Linked DNA regions of Rattus norvegicus: region 1 is linked to region 2. Evidence: chromatin contacts called from public Hi-C data. All regions are on one chromosome and are shown on one strand. The core of a region is the stretch at or near the end of the contact, and the rest is flanking DNA. Distances in the headings are between cores, read along the strand shown. Region 1 holds the start of Bahd1 (bromo adjacent homology domain containing 1). Region 2 holds the start of Ankrd63 (ankyrin repeat domain 63).

Region 1 (6,452 bases), core at 943-3,442, 210 kb after region 2:
CTCTGACCAGTTAACATTTGTCTTCTTAATCCTCACATTCTCACCCCCACCCCAACCCCCATCATCAGAGAGCCTGTTCTTCTACCTTGTTCACCTAAGTGGCCAGAGGTACCCTCTGTTCCCAGTTTGTGGAGGACTGGGGTCTATATCCTGAGACACGATAATGGACTTGGCTGAGGGGAGGGGCTAACTTTGTGAGATGGGAAGTATAGCTGGCCTGTGTGTGCTGGGGAGCACTGCAGGGTACCTTTGCCTTAGGAGGATCAGTGAGTCCTTCAGTGCCCTACTTTCCGAGGATTGGGATTTTGCCTTCCCTAAGGATGGGAAGTAGAAGGAAAGAGGTATTAAGAGTTTGGCCATTTGAGAAGTTGGCACACTATGATTTTAGCACGGCCTTGGTAAATCATGTCCTGTAGACTAGCTAGGTAGTCTAGGAGACCCCGGAACAGTTCTTATTCATTCATTCATATTCTCATATTCTCATATTCTCTTCTCTTCTCTTCTCTCTCTCTCTCTCTCTCTCTCTCTCTCTCTCTCTCTCTCTCTCCCCTCGTCCCTCCTTCCCTCCCTCCCTCTCCCTCTCTCTCCCTCTCTCCCGAGGGAAGTCTATTGCCCAGCTACAGAGGCTGGTAGCCCTAGTTATCTTAAAAGCTGCTCGGGTCAGCGCGTCAGTAGCACGGTCTAGGAAAGGTGGGGAACTGTATAGAGTGTAGGAGGAGCCCCTAAGCCACTCTCCAAGGCTCGTTTTTTCCTGCTTACTAACCAGGTTTCTTCAGCACTCTGGGCGCTTCTCTGCCCTAGGCGTTCCAGGGCCCAGCCCCTCCCCGGCTGCTCCCAGGCTCGGGTGACTTGACACTACCCTTTCTGCTCCTGCTCCTTTACCTCCCAAAGCGCCCCTCCCCCGCCTGAATTGGGAATGAGGCTTTGTTCAGGGGTGGACTCGGTATTTCTCAAGAACCTACTGTGTGCACATTACGACTCCTTGAAGTGAAGTCCTGGGCTGGCTCTGACGCTACAAGGTGTCCAGGACACGGCCCCTTCCCGCACCTCCCAGGGACTTCCCACCCCTTCGTATGACCTCAGCCTGCTTTGCCCACCCACCCAGCTGACCCCGAGAGCGTGCTCAGGCTTGGAAAAGCACGTCTGTGGGTGTGAGAGACGGAGCCACAGCATAAGGTGACTATGGGGAAGCTAGGTAAGTGTCTGCACTGGTTCTACCCAGGCTTGGGGACGCGAAGGAGTGTGTCCAGCCGCGCCTGTTGGGCTGCCCGCCCCTTTCCCTCTCCCCCGGAGAGCTCTGATGTTCCCCGCGGTGGTGGTAGAGGGTGTGTGGGTGTCAAGGACTCACAGACCAGGCTGTGCTGTCAGCTGGAAATGGATGAGGGTTCCACACTTGGCTTCTGAAAGAGGGCGAATTGGGAGCTGGGGTGGGGGGCGGTAGGTGAAGGGCAGAAAGAGGAAAAAGAGATGCGGGTGAGGGGTTACGGAGCCAGGACCGACCTTGCTAGGAAGGAAAGGAGACGTGGCAAGCAGGGAAGTCGGAAAGATGAGGCAAGGGCGGGAGGGGCTTCTTAGCAGTCGGGGCCCTTTCGCGCGAGTCTGGGGCCCTTTCAGAGGAAAGGGGGTGTTGTTCTTGCTTGAATTTTTCGGTTGGTCTTCCCGAAGCTTTGCCATGGGGGCAGCAGCCTGAGGAGGGTGGGGTGCCCCCTCGGCCCTCAGTTTACTGTAGCGGGTGCTGGAGAGGTTAGGAGGGAAGAGAGATGTAGAAGGGTAATGGTCAGGGCGGGGGCGCGCTAAGATTTTTCAGGGTGGGGGTCTGCAGTGAGGTGCTGGGGCTTCAGGGTCAGGTCACCATGGGATACTGGCTCAGGCTCCAAAGACCAGGAGAAAATACTAGAAGCCGGCAAAGAAAATCATCCCCCGCCACCACCCTTGGCACCGTACCCCTCCCCCCAGGCCCCACCACTCCCCGCACCGCCTCCCCCGGCCGCCTCGTGCTGCCCCCTGCGTCGGGACGACCGACCCACGATTCTGATTGGTTGGAGACCGGGAGGGGGAGCCGAGGGCCGGATTGGCTGGCGGGGCCAGCGCAGGGCGGGGCGGCTGATTGGCGGAGCTTGCCGAGGGGCGCGCCGCTGATTGGCTGGGGACGAGGAAGCAGGAAGGAGGGCGGCGGAGGCTCCGCTCTCGGGGAGTTTGTGGGGGAACCGCGAGCGGCGTAGCGGATCCCGGAGCCCGGCCCCCGCTGCTCGCCCGTCCGGCCGCCTGCCCCGCCCGTCCGGCCCTAGCCGTCTGCCCGCCCCGGCCAGGCGCGCCCGCCCCCCCCCGACGGCCCCGCCCGACCGCGGCCCCCGCTCCGCCCGCCCGGCCCTGGCCCCCAGGAGGAGGCGCTGACGCAGCAGCGTGGAGCCCGGGAATTGAGCGCCCCCGGGGGGTTCCAGCCGCCGGATTCCAGCCCGGTCAGGGCCTGCGGGCGCCCAAAGCCGCGCCGTCCGCGCCGCTCGTCCCGGTGAGCTAGGAGCTGGGATCCAGGAGGGGGAAGGGGAGGACGAACGAGCGAGAGCGAGCGAGCGAGCGAGCGAACGAGCTAGGTAGGCGGACTAGCAAAAGGGAGAGGACCGGCCGCCCGTCAGCGCGCCCCGCCGAGCGCGCCGCGCCGCCGCCCCCGCCAGCCCCGGGAAGGGACGGACGGACGACAAGAAGCAGGTGCGGCTGCCTGCCCGCCCGCGCGCGCCGCCTCCCTCCCCCGGGTCCGGCGCTGCGGTCCCGCCATCGGGGAGCACTGCGCGCCTCGAGGTGACAGCCCCCGGGGGGCGCCCGCCTCGCAGACCGGGGGCGGGGTGGGTGGCGGCCGCAGGGTGGCAGCTTGGCCAGGGGGCGGCGGCGCGGGCGTCCCGGGCTACGGAGGGCGGGAGGACGCGGGGTGCTTCCTCGCCGCGGCGGAGCCGGCTCGCCTCCGAGTGCGCGGGCGGCAAGGCCCCCGCCAAGCCCCCTCCCCCATCGTGGTCCCCGAGGCTAGGGGCCGCTGCTGGGGGCGTCGCCGCGGGAGCGCCCTCTCGGGGTGGGGGGCGCCCTCCAGGGTTGGGAGCTGACCGGCAATTGCCGGAGGGGGGGTGGGGATGGGGGCCGCGTCAGGGCGAGGGGTAGTGTGGACCGGATCGGGTCGGGCTGAAGGAAGGGAGGCGCCGAAGACGGAAGGGGACCGGTTCGAACAGCGAGTGTGGGCCGCGGGAGGCCCTGTGGGGACCGTGCGGGGCGGCGGCCGAGTCCGAGGTAGGGCGGGGGGAATCGAAGTTGTCAGACCGCCTCTAAGTGACAGCGGGACCCGGTGCTCCAGGCCCGGCCTGGTTGTGCCCTGCCAGCCCCGCCGCCTCTCCTCTGGGGCCGGGGGCCGGGTCAGGTCGGGCCCAAGGGGCCCGCTCGGCGGTGAAGAGCCGGACAAAGGCGGCGCCCAAGCGGGCGCAGGTAGTGGTATCAGGGAGGGGAGCGAGTCCGGGGCACCCACCCCAAGGGGCGGGCACGGGGCCGGACTCTGCCCTGGGGACTGCGGGGGCCGGGGCGTCCACCGGGAGGAGCTGCGGCACTGGCTCTGGGCTGTAGCCGCAGATATCCTCGCGGCTCCGGGAAGAGTGGGGTCGACTTAGCCAAGGCGGAGGGGCAGGGTTGGGGGGTGTGCGCACCGAGTGCCCTGGCCGGTGGCGAATGGGCTGGTGGACTCAGAGGCGAGCAGAGCCTGCTACCAGTGAGAGGCTTTCAGCAAGTCTGCCTATCGATAGAGGTTTAACTCCACCTGGGATGTCTCCTAGTGGCCCATTGTCGGCAATCTTAAGAGCACAGACGGCTACTTGGATTGGGACTAAGGGACCCCACCCCCAACACACACACCCACTGTGCTTGGCGATGCCTTCACTATTGCTGTAGCAGTTTTCCTTAGGCAAGAAGGTACCCACATAGGGACAAGATAAGCTGAGTCCATAAATTGAGGCAGAAATTTGATGATGACATAAAATAAGGTTTCCAGCTCTCTTTTGTACCACCTGACACGTTTCTCCCCAGCTTCTACACCTCCATAGTCTTCTACCAAAAAGGAAAAAGCCTCAGGGGGACCACATTTCTCGGGGACACCACTGTCCTAGGACACTTTGGAATCTCTGGCTTAAGCTGTGAGAGTACTGCTAACCCCAGCGGTGAGCAGCTCTAGGCTGTATGCTGTTTATCCGTTTGTGAGAATCCACTCAGCTCCCGTGCCCCTCCTCATGTGATTGGGTTGGGAACAGGAAGAGAGGAGACTCAGGCTGATAACAGCTGAGAACATGGCCTTTTGCTGAGAAAAATCTGGGTTGGAGTGGCACACCAGTGGGACTGGTCAAGAGCAGCACTCGGCTGTGTTTGGCTCTAAGCCCACCTTTAGGAAGCTGCTGTCTGCCAAAGGAGCAGGAACAGCAGGGGGTGGAGTTCATTCAGAGCACCCCATCTCTCCCCAGGAGAGTCTGGACCCCAGTTTGGGTGGAGTCGAGGCTTGTGAGGAAAGGGGGGTATTACTTCACACAAGAGACTGAAGTTTGTTTGAGAGAGTTTAATTGTATGTCTAAATCCAGAGAAGGCTGGAGAATCTCTTTTGCTGGGGTTGTACTGTACGAGATTTCTTTTGGTGGCAGTCAGAAGGGTGACCTGGTTTGGCTGCTGGAAGGTGGGAATTGCCAAAATAACATTTCCCTCTGTGACGGGGGCTTAACCTGGCAAGAGATACTTGTCAGTCAGATGAATGTTTAGGACTGGCTCTGGGGAGTTGAGCCATTAAAGAGATGTGTTTTCACTCTGCATTTCTTCGGTCCCTCTGCTCTTTGCTTTCTCCTATGTCTCATCACTCCAGAACTGAGGCTAGCCTGGGACTTGCAGGGAATCTCCTCTCTCTGCCTCCTGGTGTGCACTACCATTGCTGGCGTTGGTTTCTTCTTTTCAGTGTCTTTCCCTTCCTTCTGTTGCCATGTTCCCCGGGTCATTTTCCTCTTGCTTCCTCTGGCTCTTCTGATCCAGTCTGTACACAGCTACCAGATCTTTCTCCCAAAGCACCCCTTTCACCAGTCAGTTTCTTACTCATGAAATCGTGCTTGCCTCCCCCCCCCCCCCCCCCCGCAGCCTGACCCTAGGCAGTGTCCCTAAGGCTATTCCATAGTCCTGCTGAGCACTTTTGTCTCTCCCTGCCCTTGCTCCCCAGCTCCTACCCTTCCTTCTTTCCCACTTGTCCATTATCTTGGTGTTGCTCAGGCCCAGGAGCTTGTGAAAATGGATTGTCTAACATGGTGTCTCACCAAGTGTTTTGTAGATTGGAAGGTTCTGAAGGGCAGTGAGCTAAACGTGTGTGTCTGAGGGTAGTCTAATCTTCCTCTGTGTTGTGTGATGTGGAATTCAGTGGGGATGGAGGGGAACTTTGGCTCTTCTAGAAATGCTCAGTATGGATTTAGTCCTTGGAGGTCTCTGCCCTTTTCTGCAAAAGGTATATAAAAATAGGGCATGTCTGAGGTTCTGGCCATGGGCATGTTAACTGCCGTTTCTGACCCATCTGCTGCTGCAGTCAGCCTGTAGATTGTTCACATGACACCACACAGACAAGAGTGGGAAAGGGGGTGTGATCCTGTTCTCCTGTCCCCACTGGACCTTCTCTTTCTGTACCCAGCTTTGCCGTGTGTTTGAATTTTACTTGTTGTCTATGCTGCATGAATCCATATGGTTTACCTCTTGTCTGGGTGTCAGTGAGGGAGAAAACACTTCGGAGAACACAGAAGAAAAATGAACCTGGGTCAGTCCCTTCGATCGGATTCGTAGGGTTCCTTCTATAGTAAGTGTTTTGACTGGCTATATCTGTCCAAGGTAGAGCCTTGGAATGCTATCGTTCCAGCTGTTTTAGAAGTTGGTGTGTTGACAATCAAGCCTAGACCATGGGGGCATGGGAGAAGAGACTGGCTTGGAGCTAGGGGGATAAAGAAAGATACCTCCTGCACCCATCCTCTTCCCCCCAAACCTTTCAGTTGTGCCCCAGTTTGATGATTAATGAACAAGCATTTCCCTTCCAATCGGGAAGTCCACCCCTCACAGTTGCCATGGCAATGCAGACCTCTCCCCCATCAATTAAGAAAAAAAAAATCCTACTTCTCTTTTACTATAACAGAAAAGCCACCTCAGAAAGCCTCTCCTGAGTGCCTTCCTCTGCCTGTGCTGTCTGCATCTGGGAACACAGTCCTTTCCCTCTTCAGGGACATCACTTGAGTTTCTTCACCTTGAGCAGTTTTTGCCCCTCTTGGAGCCAGCAGCTCTAGAACCATCAGAAGAGGAAACAACCTTTTAATTTATTCATCCGTAATGCAAATTACAATCCAGAAAGAACCCTTCTCTCTTCTGTAGAGATAGAGGAAGTGGCTCCTTACACTCAGAGTTTAGAAACATGAATTGGG
Region 2 (6,513 bases), core at 39-2,538:
TGCCTTGTGCCCTATGACGGCCCGAGCCCTTGCCAGCAGAGGCAAGCTCACCTCCGTGGCCGTGGCCATGGCCGTGACCGTGACCGTGGCCGCCGGCAGCTCGCGCAAACCGTGCCAAAAGAGGACGCGGCAGACGACGGGGGCTGGGACGTCGACGCTCTGGGCTGGGCACCGGGGCAGAGTGGCCAGGGGGACTGTCGGAGTTGGAGCCCCGGGCCGCTGCCGCAGCGGCTGCCCGACCCCAAGGCCCGGTGAGGGCTTGCACACAGGTCCCGTGGCCGCGGGAGGCAGCGAGCTGCAGAGCGGTGAGGCCCGCACGGTTGGTGCGGTCAAGGCGTAAGCCCAGGCGGCGGAAAGAGCGCACCAAGAACTCCAGCACCGCCCCGTGGCCGCACGCCGCCGCCCACATCACCGGGCTGTTGCCCGCCGAGTCCGTCGCCTCCGGATCGCCGCTGTACTGCACCAGCAGCTGCACGGCGTCTAAGTGGCCTCGCTCGCAGGCCAGGCTGAGTGCAGTGCGGCCGCGCTCGTCCCGCAGGTTCACGGCCGCACCCTGCTCCAACAGCAGTCGCACGAAACGCGAGCGCATCGCGGGGTCCGGCAGCCCCACGGCCACCATGAGCGGCGTCCGGCCCTGCTCGGCGCGGCAGTCGATGATGCTGCGGTCCAGCGCGTCCAGCACGAAGCGGGCCAAGTGGACTTTGCCCGCCTGCATGGCCTCAAGGAAGGTGCGCGTACCCGCTCGGGGGCACAGGTCCTTGGGCTTGAGCATGGCTCCGGCCGCCGCGCCCGGGAAGTCCAAAAGCTCCGCACGGGGGCGCCCCTGTTCCCTCACCCCACGGGGCTAAGGCCCCGGCCCGGACACCCGTACCGCTCTTCCCGCGCGGTGCGTAGGTGGCTGTAGCCGAGTCTCCTGCAGTTCCCGCTCGGGTCTCCCTGCCTCTCCGCTGCCTCGCTGCTCCCGGGACGTCTTGCTTTTCCTCCCTGGCCCCCGCCCGGAGGTGGCTATTTGTTGCTTCTGACTCCCGCTCAAGCTCGGCCTCCTCAACTCTTGGGCCCTCTTCCCTGTATCCGACGCCCCTTGGTCCCTCGTGGCTTGGAGCAGCGCCACTCACCGGTACCCCGGGCAGCCCCTGCTCCCCTGCTGAGCGGGTGGCTCCCGCCTGGCGCGCCTGCCTCCAGCCTCGGCGGGGAGCGCTGCTCTTCCAGCTCCCGGAGCCTCTCCCCACCTCCTCCTCTCTTGCGGGGGCCGGGAGGCTTGCTTTTTTACTTAGGGGGCTCAGCGGCTCGTGAGGTACCCGACGCCTAGATACCTGGCTTTATAGCTTCGGGGGTCTCCATGGCAATGGCTGCTCTGGAAGCAGGCTGCACCTTCAGGGCAGAGACGGACAGGGCGAGGGAGACCGCCCCTGACCCCCCACCCCTTCGTGGGCCACGAAGTTGGGGAGCGGCTCCTCCTCCGCGCTCCCCTGGGAATGCGGCGGCGGTTGCGGGGCGGGGGCGGAGGCTGCTCGCCGGGGGCCACATGCACCCGGCGGGGCCAATCCTAAAATCTCAGTCTTCTTTCCCCGCCCCCCCGCCTCCGCCAGAATCGGTAGCGTCGGCTGCTTAGAAACTGGCGGGAGCTCCTACCATCGGTTCTAGGTTAAAGGGACTGGGACCCCACGAGGACAGAACTGGACAATGCACGAACTTGAGGTGGGCCAGAGACAGAGGTGGAGTAATTTGGGGTATGAGGCATTTGTGCTCCGGACTGAGGGCGCTCAGTCTGGCTGATAACTGCCATCTAAAGTGCAGCGAATCACAGTCACACACAATTGTGCCTCCCGCACACGCTCACTCAGAGCAGGGCGGGGGTGCATTCTCCAATCTCAGACGTCTCCAAACCTGACAGCGCGCCCGCGTGCCAGCTCCACGGTCGGTCGGTCGCTGTGGAGCAAGCTGACTAGACACTGGCCGCTGTGACCCAGGGCAGGTGCCTTAGGATCTGAGAGTGTGCAGGCATCAGGACTCCCCAGGTACTGTCCCCTCAAGGATGAGCTAGGGCTAAAGTCTAGGAAAGGGCAAAAGACACAAGCAAGAATTCCCCCAGAAGGCTGGATTCTCTTGAGCACAAAAACCATCTCTAGGCCACAGAGCTCTCTACCTGACCCCCTAAAGAAAGAACCGGGGATCCATTTTTTTTTCCAGTCAGATGTGTGGAAAACTCACTGGACATCTTCCTTTGGACAACTCATAGGTGCTAAGGAGGAGTAATACTGAAGGCCTTCGCTGAGTCTTACAATGAGTGTCCCACAAGCTCCCATGTCTAGAGGGCTTGACAATAGTTGGAATGGAATTTATTTGTAGAATAAGTGAAGGGCTGGGGACTTTTCGAAGCTGGTAGAGTATTTGCCCAATATACACAAAACCATTGGTTTGATTCCCAGCATGAAACCAGGACTTAACAGCCCCAGCACTTGAGAGATGGAGGCAGGGGGATCAGAAGTTCCAAGATCATCCTCACCTACATAGTGAGGTTGAGGCCAGCCTGGGCTACATGAGAACCCTACCATTGTTTTTCCAGCGATGTTAAGGGAAGATGTACAAACAATTCTGAATGAAGGAGAATTGACCCAGGACTGAAAACATTTGCTAAATACAAAACTCAGACAGCCAGTGGAAGGACAGATGAATACTGGGAAAGAGTGGGAACTGAGGTCTTCTGAAGGCAGCAGAATTAGTCCTTAAGGACGAGTGACATTGGCTGCTAAGAAACAAGGAAGATGGTCCAGACAGAGGGTTACAGGGACAAAGGCACCCAACAGGCACAGGTCAAGGGCTGTGTTCAGGGGTCCTATGCTGTAAGAGAAAGGAAGCTCAGTGAAAAATTGAGGGGGTGTTCAGTCTGGGAAGAGTAGGTGGCTTTGCAGGACACTCCTGAGGATTCTGTGAGGAGTGCTCTTGCTGGACAGTGGGGGCGGGGTGCGGGAGAGCATCCATGTCTTCTGGAACACCTAGGCTCCAGGATGGCCTAGGAGTGGATTCAAGCTAGACCCTACAACAGGAACCCACACTCCCCTTTGTCCTGTGAGGCATATTACTAAGTGCACAGTAGGTGAAGCTAGCCCCACACACAATTCTTGGCATGGGAGCGAGGTCTCAGCCTGTGTTGTGGACTGGCAGTGTCACCCCAGGCCTGCACATTCCTATCTGTAAGAGGAAGCAGAGAGAGAAACTCAGCCTGCACCACAAGGGATCAGGAGCCAGTGTTGGAAAAGCACCACCTCATTTAGAGGGCCCTCAAAGTCCATCCCATCAAAGGACCAGGGAGCACTCTCCGCCCCAAGGAAAGGAATAGGGTGCTCTCCCTCCTTCTTCAGCAGAAGAAAGGCTTTTATTTCTCAGGACTCCATCTTCTCTGTCTGCACCATGAGAGAAGATGCTTTCTTCTCTTCTTCCTTCGGGATCAAGAGGAAGGTTAGGCTGTGTACCGCCAAGAAGAAAAGCACCCAAACCCCAGAAGAGCTCATTGGCCAAGCCCCTCCTCTCAAGAGCCTCCCTGAACCAGCTCAGCTTTGCCTGTGCCCCTACTGCCTGTGGTAGAGGGAAACAATGTATTTGTGTGTGGGAAAAATTGGCCAAGTCTTCTTCAGAGCCTCACTCTGGTCTGGGCTGAGTTCCCTCCCAGGTCTCAGAACCTAGAGCCTTTGCTCTGACTTTCTTCCCTGGGCTCACTGTGTTCTGAACAGAAAAGAAACAGCAAAGGCTGGGGGGAGAAAAAAAAAAAAGCTGAGACTTCGCTGTGGAGCACAGAGGCTCCAACAGCCGGAATTAGAAGCTGTCGCTTAGGGAGCTGAAAGCTGACAGGAGAAGGAGCTGTGCAGGCAGGGGGCAGGAAGGCACTTCACACTCCTCCCCTCCCACCTACCCAGCTTCTCCCCCTGCAGGCCCCAGGCTGGCAAAAGGGCTTCCTCCCAGAGGTGCCTCAGTTTGCAAGTCTGTCTGTCTGTAACTGCCCCTCCCCGCCCCCTCCTTTCCTCTTCAAGTGTCACCAGCCCCCTCACTCTGTCACATTGCACTTGCTAGCTCCTCAGGCTTGAGCCTAGTGGCACGTGCCTTGGAGCTGCAGGGAGCTGGGAGGGGTGTGTGTGTGTGTGCAAGGGGGGGTGGGGTGAGTCAGCAGAGGATCTGGTACTGAGTCAACCATGGGACTCCTAAGGGGTGAGGACCCTTCTCCATGTCAAATGGAGATGCAAATCATGAGCAAGAGGGAACCTGGCCTTATGGCACAACAGGGATGGAACCCAGGTGTCCAGGGCCCAGGGGAGGACATCAATTCTTCCTCTGTACTTCCCCCGTGACCACAGATTAACCCATCTCCAGGGCCTAGAACCAGCCCTTTTGGGCATCAGACTGAAAGAAAGCAGGTAGGTATTCAGACTGCCTGAGAAGCCACTCAGTGACCCTTCGGGAGGCAGGATTGCAACTCCTTCCCGTTTGCCCGGCTGCATCCTGGCCTGGCAAGAGAACTGAAGGTGGCTTCTCTTGTGGGTTTGTGGGTATTGACTGTGGCTATTGTCCAGGACTCTGCTGGCTCTACCTGAGGCCCATGTACCTGCTTCAGTGAGTTCCCCTCAGTCTGGGTTCTCATCTCCACAGAAGGTAAGAAGGCAGAGCAGAATAGGATTTCTGGGAATGGGTTGAGGTTAGGGCACTGCCTGGGGGTGTGGATGTCCCACCCTGATGGTATCCAGTGTGGCTAGGACAGGGAGACTGGCTGACAAAGGCTTTCAGATGTGTGAATGGAAGGTCTTAGCTTTACTCTGCGGCCAGGGACAGGTAGGAACCCCTGAGGTCAGGCCCTGAGAGGGATGGGGGAAAGTATCCCTGTTCAGTTTCCAAAGGCACAGGTGTTCACAGTTAATGGCATCTGTTGTCACTCTGTGATAAGAAAACAACCTCTTCCCAGCATCACCCCACCCTGCCAGCCCATTTGGGATTTGAGACAGAGCTGTAGGTGTGGCCTGCAAGCTATGCCTCCAGAAAGTTTATTGCAGGGGCAGGTCCCTGTGTGTGGTCACTCTAGGTGTTCCTGAAGAGGCCCAGACAACTCAAAGGTTTGGAATTACCAAGAGTGTAGGGTGCACTTTTGTACTGGGATTATCCCTGGTCAGGGGACACAAGGAAGGGGCACATCTGTGGGGGGTTAGAGAAGAGAAACATCATCTTTTTTTTTTTTTTTTGGTTCTTTTTTTTCAGAGCTGGGGACCGAACCCAGGGCCTTGCGCTTCCTAGGTAAGGGCTCTACCACTGAGCTAAATCCCCAGCCCCGAAACATCATCTTTTAAGGGTTATGGCATCAGTATCAGCAGACAGGGAAGCCAGAGAGAGGCAGGGCCACTTGACAGGGCCCCAGAAGGGCCTTCACCCTTCCTGCAGCTCCCAAGGGACCCATTTTCCACACACCATTCAAGCAGCTTCATTCAGAGGGGAAAGACCTTCCCATTGTCTTTTCCTAACTGGAGAACAGCAGCCAGGCTAAGGTGGGAGAGTCTGGTTTGGGTTCTTTGGTAGGAAGGAGAAAAAGAAATAAACCAGATAAAGTCAGTAAAGAAAATAAATGATGGGGGTTGGGGATTTAGCTCAGTGGTAGAGCGCTTACCTAGGAAGCGCAAGGCCCTGGGTTCGGTCCCCAGCTCCGAAAAAAAGAACCAAAAAAGAAAAAAAGAAAATAAATGATGAACTCAAGCCCCACGGAAAACTGGTGGCACAGCTGCTAGGAAGTGCAGACGGAGAAAACAGGGTGAGCCAGTTTCAGAGTTGGAGAGAGAGCACCCTTTGCCATCAGGCATAGCCCCCACACCCCCAATACTCGATCAGTTGAGGGGCAGCTGAGAAAGCTTCCCCGTGCAGCCTTCTGTCCCCATAGGTAGGAGGCTACGGCAGGGGCCTTTGCTGCCACTCTGAAAGTAGCCCTTCCCAGAGAGCCTTGAGGCAGTACCAGGCTCTGCCTTAAGGAGTTGGCAACACTGTACTCAAGGCAGCCCTAGAAGATGCAGCTAGAAGACTGCCTCAAGTCATGCAACAAGGGAAGAGGCCTTGGTTCTGCTGGAGCCACACCCACAGAGTGAAGGTTCCAGGGAGCAAAGCCAAGCATCCAGGAAAGGGAACGGAGCTCCAAGTGGAGAGCCCCTGCATGTATGTTAGGAAAGGCAGAGGGGAGACCAGGACCCAATTTCCTCTCTCTTGGTCCATATTCCTTTGCCTTCAATAAGTATATGGCACTACAGGTGGGACGACAGAAGAAGCCAGCTTAGAAAAGACTCGGGTTCCATGGGGCTCTTGCCCCAATGGTCTCCCATTTCTGCCTTATGTGGCTGAGAAGCGGGGCTGCGGCAGCCAAGGCAGCCCCAGGCTCCCACAGCCCCAGAGTAATAAGGTCCTTTTCTCCCGAGGAGAAAGGCGTGGATATCCTTGCTAAAATGTCGGAGTGAGATGCTGGCATTCAGAGGCGGCTCTCCTGAGTGTCTG

The links. Hi-C and Micro-C count contacts between places; a contact is called where the count stands out from the background.
Region 1: a Hi-C map of mammary epithelial cells shows a contact between it and region 2, with 3 times the contacts expected there. The contact joins the promoter of Bahd1 here to the promoter of Ankrd63 in region 2. A contact is called at or near these places in 2 of 12 Hi-C or Micro-C datasets (hepatocytes and mammary epithelial cells).

What each region holds. Positions count from the first base shown.
Region 1 is chr3:126,344,212-126,350,663 of GRCr8, forward strand. It overlaps Bahd1 (bromo adjacent homology domain containing 1), which reads left to right and starts at 2,193. Exons shown (of 7, transcript NM_001427253.1): 1 at 2,193-2,509.
Region 2 is chr3:126,132,603-126,139,115 of GRCr8, forward strand. Ankrd63 (ankyrin repeat domain 63) reads right to left here and starts at 1,289. Exons shown (of 1, transcript NM_001399655.1): 1 at 1-1,289. The coding sequence starts at 772. It overlaps Plcb2 (phospholipase C, beta 2), which reads right to left. Exons shown (of 32, transcript NM_053478.2): 32 at 6,134-6,513. The coding sequence ends at 6,488.